Regions from separate parts of the Capra hircus genome. Here region 2 is linked to region 1. Evidence: chromatin contacts called from public Hi-C data. All regions are on one chromosome and are shown on one strand. The core of a region is the stretch at or near the end of the contact, and the rest is flanking DNA. Distances in the headings are between cores, read along the strand shown. Region 1 overlaps IGF1R (insulin-like growth factor 1 receptor). Region 2 overlaps IGF1R (insulin-like growth factor 1 receptor).

What was found. Hi-C and Micro-C count contacts between places; a contact is called where the count stands out from the background.
Region 2: a Hi-C map of blood shows a contact between it and region 1, with 2.8 times the contacts expected there. The contact joins two enhancer-like sites.

The regions. Positions count from the first base shown.
Region 1 is chr21:7,045,176-7,048,881 of ARS1.2, forward strand. All of the region lies in intron 1 of IGF1R (insulin-like growth factor 1 receptor), which reads left to right. Among named protein-coding and RNA genes, the nearest start is that of IGF1R, 8.5 kb to the left of the region's middle. Within about 2 kb of position 1,351, at least 1 of the 5 cell types and tissues checked has an H3K27ac peak or open chromatin away from gene starts, as enhancers often do.
Region 2 is chr21:7,238,891-7,242,677 of ARS1.2, forward strand. All of the region lies in intron 2 of IGF1R (insulin-like growth factor 1 receptor), which reads left to right. Among named protein-coding and RNA genes, the nearest start is that of PGPEP1L, 180 kb to the right of the region's middle. Within about 2 kb of position 1,606, at least 5 of the 5 cell types and tissues checked have an H3K27ac peak or open chromatin away from gene starts, as enhancers often do.

The DNA.
Region 1 (3,706 bases), core at 101-2,600:
TCATTTTTCTTTCTTTTTTCTTCATGGACTAGAAGAGTTCAGATTTCACTGTAACACAGCAGAAAGCAGTTTCTCTTATGGTGGGGGATGGATGCCTGCGTGCAGTGACTGTCACTGTGTGTTGTTGCAGCTCTTTATGACGGGGAGAGGCAGACAGGCTGGAGGGACTGCCCTATTCCCATGTTTGTCCTCTCCTTGGTCAGTGCAGGCGATGGCTCCTTGGTCCGTTGCTGGGGGTGTGTCCATGGAGCTGAGTGACCCGCCTCTGGTGGCTGATGGTCTTAAAGCCCACTCTTTCTTATTTGCAATAGATTGGTGACTAACCACAGAGGGAAGATGTGTGTGCGTATGATGGGCATCCCCAAATGTAGCTGAGATAGCTGTGCCGGCTTTAAATTGTTCACATTATAATAGTCTGGAAGTCTTAATTTTTTATTTTATTTTAAGCATTTATATTTTTAAAGACTTTAGAAAGTATCCTATTCTTAATTTATTCCTAGTCCAGAAAGTTCTTGGGGTTTGAAACTTTATTTTTTACACTACTCCTCAGCCTCTTAGTCCCCTTATCAAGGCAAGCATCTACTTTAGTAATAGTTATATAACAAAAAAGACCACTTGTTCAAAATTGTGTGTATTTCCGTCCATTCATCCAAATTCTGACAGTTTCAAATACATTATTATTGTTGTTTTGTATACGTTTGTATGGCTGCCTTTTTTTTTTTTTTAAAGCTGGCACTAACTTTCTTTAAACTGGCTGTGGAATTATTTGTCAGTTTGGTGATTCAGGTATATGCATACTGCTTTCTAAATTACTCTTGACCACGGGAGAGCAAATATATGTTGACAGTCTTAAAGCGTAAATGTTTTATAGAGCAGAACTTTAAAACTTTCCTGAGATATTTTGGATGCCTACTTTGAGCTTATCCTGTCACACAAAATATAGTCAGTGGTTTGTCTTTATAAAAATCAATTATTAGAAATGCACATTGACTAAGTAAATGAGACAGTGCCAATTTGAGTTAAGAAAATTTAGTTAATAACAGTTTGAGGGAGAGAAGTCTGATGATGATTAGGGAGAGATGAGTTTATAACAGTTTTTCCCAAATTGGAAGCATCCAACTGACCTATAATAACCTCCTGGAGAGGAGTAAGAAGCATAGAAAGAGAGCCCAGGGGAGAGGTCCATGATCTCCTTGCCTGTACCAGCTAGCAACAGGGGGGAGGTCCGTGGTCTCCTTGCCTGTACCAGCTGGCAACAGGGGGGAGGTCCGTGGTCTCCTTGCCTGTACCAGCTGGCAACAGTTTTCTTAGGTCAGCAGCTGTTACTTCTATTTAGGTTGTAAAGTCCTCAGCAGTTGTGCCGTTATTATCAGCGTTGTCCTGTGTTTCTTCTCCCCTGCTAAGTTCTGGGGGTCTCTCAGTAGTGGGGTAAAATACCTACCAGTAGCTCAGACTCTGAGTTTGGAAGAGAAACACAGACCATCATGAAGACAAACGATCAGGAGACCAGAGGCAGAGGAGGATCTGCTGTTGGGCTTCCTTAGTTCTGTTGTCTGATTTCTGTGGATAATGAGTTCATGGAATATGTGAGATCACAACATGTTATAGTTTCATCCCAGGAAATTCTTTTGTTATCACTGTTGTACTTGGTTGAACTGTATATTTGGGATTTTCTGTCTAGCATTACCTCAGTAAGATTTTCAACAACAAGTGGTGTTGGGTCAGGATGGAATTCCTAGTTACATTTCTGTTCATCAGCCCCTTTCTGGGGAGACTCCTTTATTAAATGTTTCCTTTCTTCCTCCCTGAGTCACTTGAAATTGTTCTCATTCGCCCATTTCTGGCTCCACCCTGGTCCCGTCCAGACCTGCAGGGACTCTTGGAGGAGATGCTTGGTTGGCCTCTGGGCCGGGCGTTCTGACTCCAATACCCTCCCTCTGCTTTGATGGGCTTGCCAGCACCACATTATCAGCATCGCCTTTTGTGGTGCTGCCCTTTGGTCCAGGACTCAAGTCCCAGGGCCCTGTCCTGGGCTGTACCCCGCTCCTACCGAGACTTTGCTGTAGGGATCCCGTGTGAATTCCTAGGACTCTATCAGTGGGCTCTGGCTCTACAGTAAGCAAGCCCGTTCCTGGCTCCATGTTTTGCTCCTTCTGTATTCAAGGCCTGGAGTGCTTTTCCTCTTTACTGATATTGCCAGAAAAGGTCAGAAAAATTGGGATTGGAATCTCTTTTTCATTAAAACAAACAAAACTCTAGGTTTCAGATCTGTGAAATAAGGACAAGACTGTGACTGTGTAAAGATGGGACGCTAAGTTAATTCCTGTTCCCCAAATACCTTCCTAGAGTTTGAGTTCATCTGAGATGCCATCTTTTAATTTCTAACACAGATTCCTTCTCCTTCATGAAGTTTTTCTTGATTACCCTCGTTTCTGTAGACCTGACTTCCCGCCTGTTCCTTTTGAGGTCGTACCCTCTGCTGTGCCGGTTAGCAGTGATTGGTTTTTCTCTGGGACCCGAGCTGTTGTCATTTTACAAGGGCGTAGAGAGAAGTGCAGGCAGAGGGCTTGGGTTTGAATCTCAGCTCCTCAGTAGCTAAGGCCTCAAGCCAATTGTTTAATCTTCCTGTGCCTCAGTTTTCCTCATCTGTAAAGTTATAATTCTAATAGAACCTACTCCAGACGTTTATTCTTAAAAGCGAAAAGTGAGCTGATGCATACGTCAAATACTTAGGCTGGCACATCCTAAGCCCTCCAGCTTTGGTTTGCTACTGCTCTAATGGGCACGGCATCCTTGAACAGAGTTGTTGTTTGGATAGTGCCAGAAATACAGGATGCACTTGACGTCGGGCTTCCGTTGTCGTTTGAATGTTATGCAGAGCCTGGCACATAGTAGGTGCTCAATTAATGTTCTGTCGTGAGGATTTATTTTGCTATGGTGCTTACTTAACAGGATTGCAGTTTGCTTGTTTAACAGTTATGTGATTTTTTTTTTTACCTTTTTCATTAAACAGTGGCCGGTGCCTACAGTGCATCGTCCATTTCAGAGGTCTACCATGCTTTCTCTCTCTAATCATTTGTCCGTTTCGGCTGGTGCCCAAGAAGTGTCCAGCGTGCGCTTTGTCCGCCTCACCAATGCGTAGGCGCCATCTAGTGGCCAGCAAGGAAATTCGGCCTCTTTGGTGCCTAAGGATGAAGACGGGTCCCTCTGTCTGGCTTAGGTTCCTGGGAACCCAGTTGCAGGAAACTGGGGACTGCAGGCTTCTGTAGGACCTGTTGGGATATGGTTTTCAATTAAGGATGCTCTGCTGCATCAGTGAACTAGCTTGAGCGAATTTGGGTCTCCCTGAGTGGTGTGAGCAACTTTTGACAAAGTTGTATCTATCTAGGGCACCTTTTACAGGTTGGGATTTAAGATGTTTTTACAGGACTTTAATAAGTGACAACTTCTGAAATATTCCTTTCGAGGTTGGAGGTTTAAAACATCTATTGATTCCTTTTGAAAAACTTCCCATTGCTCTACTAAAATATGTGGTAAGACTTTAATTATCATTCTTAATATGTGTCCCCTTGGGCAGGTGCTCACCAGCCAGAAATCCCGACAGAGAATAGTAACAAACACTTTCATTGCTGCTGTTGGGTCTCATGTTGGTTGTATTTTGTTAGACATTTTTCTGTATTTGGTTGCTACTCGTTGGGTAGTTTCA
Region 2 (3,787 bases), core at 356-2,855, 190 kb after region 1:
TCATCTCTTGAAGAATTTTCGTTTGTTGTGATCTACACAGTCAAAAGCTTTAGCATAGTCAATGAAGCAGAAGTAGATATTTTTCTGAAATTCTTTTGATTTTCTCTGATCCAATGGATGTTGGCAATTTGATTTCTGGTTCCTCTGCCTTTTCTCAATCTCTTCCTTGAGTGAAAGGCAAAAATAAAAACATTCATATTTGTCAAATACTGTAAGCAAAGTATGGGAAGGCAGATTCTATGTTGTATCTGATATACTAATATATGTATATTTTTTCATTTCTGAGCCACAAAGTTATTACCGATGCCAGATTTTTAAAAATTTTTTATTGTTGAAAGTGCTAAGTTTGTCAATAATAATTTCCCCTGCCCCACCATTAATCTGTATTTGTTGGGGAAAGTTATATAATGGATGATACATGTAACATGTTACACAGGGAGCAAAGAGGGACCCCTGGTTCCAGCTGCAGAACCTGGGATTCTCAGGACGACGGGGACTCCTCGGGGTCAAGTGGGGCCACAGAGCTTAGTCCTGTCCCCGCCTTGTATGGTTCTGTGAGTGTCAGACTGAGGGTTCTGAGGCAAACCCTCCCAGAAAACTCATCTTCCTTTGCCTGAATGTGCTGCTGAGTGGAGCCTCCTATACTGTCCGTTGCTTTGGCTTGAAGTCCGCTGGAGATGAGGTTGTGAATCCAGCAGATGAAAAAGAAGCCAGACTATACAGCCAGCAAGTGGGTAATCAGATAGGAAGGATGGTAGTTAAATCTCATGATGAAAATGAAACAGGTCTGCATAATAGTGGCCAGGAGGTGGGCGTGGTGGGGGTAGAAGTGGCATCTGAGCAAGAGAGCTGAAAGGGCAGGAGGAGCCCGCCCACAGTCAGACTAGGCGGGGTCTTCAGGGAGAGGCACTGGGGAAGGACAGCTTGAAAGTGCGTGCACTGTCGCGTCTGGAGACCAGAATAGACCGGTCTATGGACACCTGGTGGGGGAGGAAAGCACTTTGTGGATTTGCCTTTCAGTTCTTGGTTCTTGCGAACACCACGCCAGCTGTCGGACTGTCCTTGTGTCCCGGCCAGGCGGAGAGAGGAGCAGATACCTGGAGGCCTCTCTCTCTGAGATGCTCTGGGGGAAGGGGTGGCAGGAGCTGGTGAAAGTTCTGCGCAAGGTAGGGAGCATTTTTTAGGCTGAAAAAGAATTTGCCTCTTCTCAGGAGGACAGAAAAGGGCCTGAGTGGCAGAGGAGACGGCATGAACAGCTGCATGTGTGCAGAGAACCATAGAGGGGCAGAACTGCCAGGGCCTCCACCTGGGGGTCGGGGGTTGGGAGTACGTGTCAGCCAGATGCCAGCTCCGAAAGCACACTCTAAGTGAGCTGGGGGCGGAGAGAGGCTGAGGACCGTGCGCAGAGGTGCGCAAGTCCAGAGCATGCTTATCGCAGGCCTGCATCTCCGTACACATCAGAAGCCGACACCACTTTTGCCCTCGGGAAGTTCAGTGTCTCACCAGGCGGCCAGAGCTGCGATCCGAGTCTGCACGCAGTATTGGCCGGGCCATCAGGGGCACTGAGAGGTGCGGGCTGCAGGGGCGGGAAGCGGTGGAGAACAGCGGCCTCTCCCGGGCTGGCAGGGGATAGCACAGAAGGCGCAGACTGACTGAAGGGCGTGAAGGGTGTGTATGGCGGGCACTGGGGCCTGCGACCGGAACCGAGTGCCCCAAGGGAGGTTGGTTGGAAGGAAGGAGGCTGCAGACCTGGGGGCTGGGTCTAGGGTGGAAGGGACAAGGCACTAACTCCACGCGCAGGCAGCGGGGGCGAGGCGCTCTTGGAGCAGGCTGACAACAGAGGCTGGCAATCCGTGGAGCCGGGGGCGTGTGTGTGTGTGTGTGTGGGGGGGGTGATACAGAGGACCCCCAGGTTCACTCTTAAGTTCCGTCCTGCCAAGAGCCCTTTGTATCTTTATTTTTAAAGCTCTCCAGCAGTCTGGCTGTCTGGCCACGGGTGGCAACATGGCTTACCATGAGAGTGTAGAGTCAGCAGGCAAACAAGTGTTCTGGAGATCCCTCTGGTGTCCAGCTCCCCCCACCCAGGCCCCCGCCCCCTTCCCTTCTCCATCAGCTCCCGGAGGCCTCTCTGTGGACTCTCTCTCCCAGGAAGGTAGTGTCTGGAGACCTCTGTGTTGATCGTGCCCCTCCTGGAAGCAGCCCCAGGAGCTGCCGGGCTTGGGGGAGCAGCACCTCCATGCTGAAAGCTGCCAATTTTCTTGCTGAGGTCCCAGGAGGATGGTGAGGCCAGGAGGAGGAGTGGATTGTGATTCAAGGCAAAGTAGATCAGGAGTTACCTTGGCATGCGTGCAATATCCTGGGTGAACTACCCCCTCTATGGAAAATGCAAGTTAACTGTTTATTTCTTGTCAAAGCAGCTTAATACAACATCATCTCAGTTTCTTTTTATATGTATGTTTCCAAACACAGTCAGCCCTGAGTGAGATCACAGCTCCAAAAACTTGTGATGAAAAGGTCTAACAAGGCGTCTAATTCACCTCTGTGAAGGGCACATTATGTAAGCAAACAATTTTTAGTACCAGGGTTTAAAATCACTTCTGCAGAGACAAAAGTATACACTGTGGAGGGAGGGGGAAGAGGGAGAGTAAAGTGAATCGGCCCTCGCCCGTTCCCTTTTGGGAGTTTTTAAGTTGTAGGAAGAAAAAGGAGGGCGAGAATTGTGGAAACAAAACCTTTTTGGTTTTCCACTGAACAAAAATGATGGGAGGCTGCAAGTCAGCAGTTCTCGCCCAGGGGATCTAAAGGGCGCCCACTTGTGTCTGCTTTTCTGGGGGGCCCTCGGCCGTCTTCCCGCCACGGGTTCCTTTTGTCTCGGGGCCGCCCGGGCTCGGGGCGAGGACCGGAGCAGCGGGCATCCCGCGCCCTCCCGGCCGCGGTGGACCGAGGTTGTTTACTACTTTCTACTCCGAGTGGCACGCCAATCACGAGGACCCGCCCTCCCCACCGCCCAATCGGCTCGCTGGGAAAGTCCACCGAGCCAGGGGCCCGGGCGGCGACTGGCCGGCACAGCCGTCAGTCAAGCGCGCATCCCGCAAGGATGCGGCGGGAGTGTTGAGGCAGCGATCAGCAGAGCGGAGGAGGAGTAACCTTCCCCATAAACAAGATGTGCGCCCCCCTCCAATAAAATGGGGGTGCGGGCGCCGAAGCGTAACCCAGCCCTGGGGCCTCAGCGAAGCCGAGCGAGCGGCGCGCGGAGCCGGGGAATCCCTCCCTCCCTCCGCTCGGCCTCCCGCCCACCGCCGCAGTTGTAAACACGTTTCCCTCCGTGGCTGTTTTCCTTCTCGCAGTGGCCATTACAGGCTGCTGTTTACCAGAATCTCGCAGAGCATGGGCGGCCTTCTGGCCCCCGTCCTCCATTGCCCGCGCCCCCCTGCCCTCGTGCCGGCCTCTTTCTTTTCCCTCTGGCTAATCGTGCAGACTAAAGGAGGCTGGGTTACCATCAGGCTGGTTTTCCTTTGATTCCTGCCCATGTGGGACAAGTCACGCTTTGTCAACATGCACCATTTTCTGCGGAGATCGTGCTTCCTTTTTAAATTGCGTGCTTGGGCTAGACGGATTTTGGTTAGGAACACTGCACACGAAACTGGCGCAGCTCTGGAAGGACTGGGTGGGTTTTTGGTGGTGGTTGTTGTGACTGTTTGGGGATGCTTGGAATGCTCTTGTAATTCTGCGTTTCCTTCCAAAACGGGTCTTGAATCTCTCACCCACTAGTAGGTTTGAGATCTGT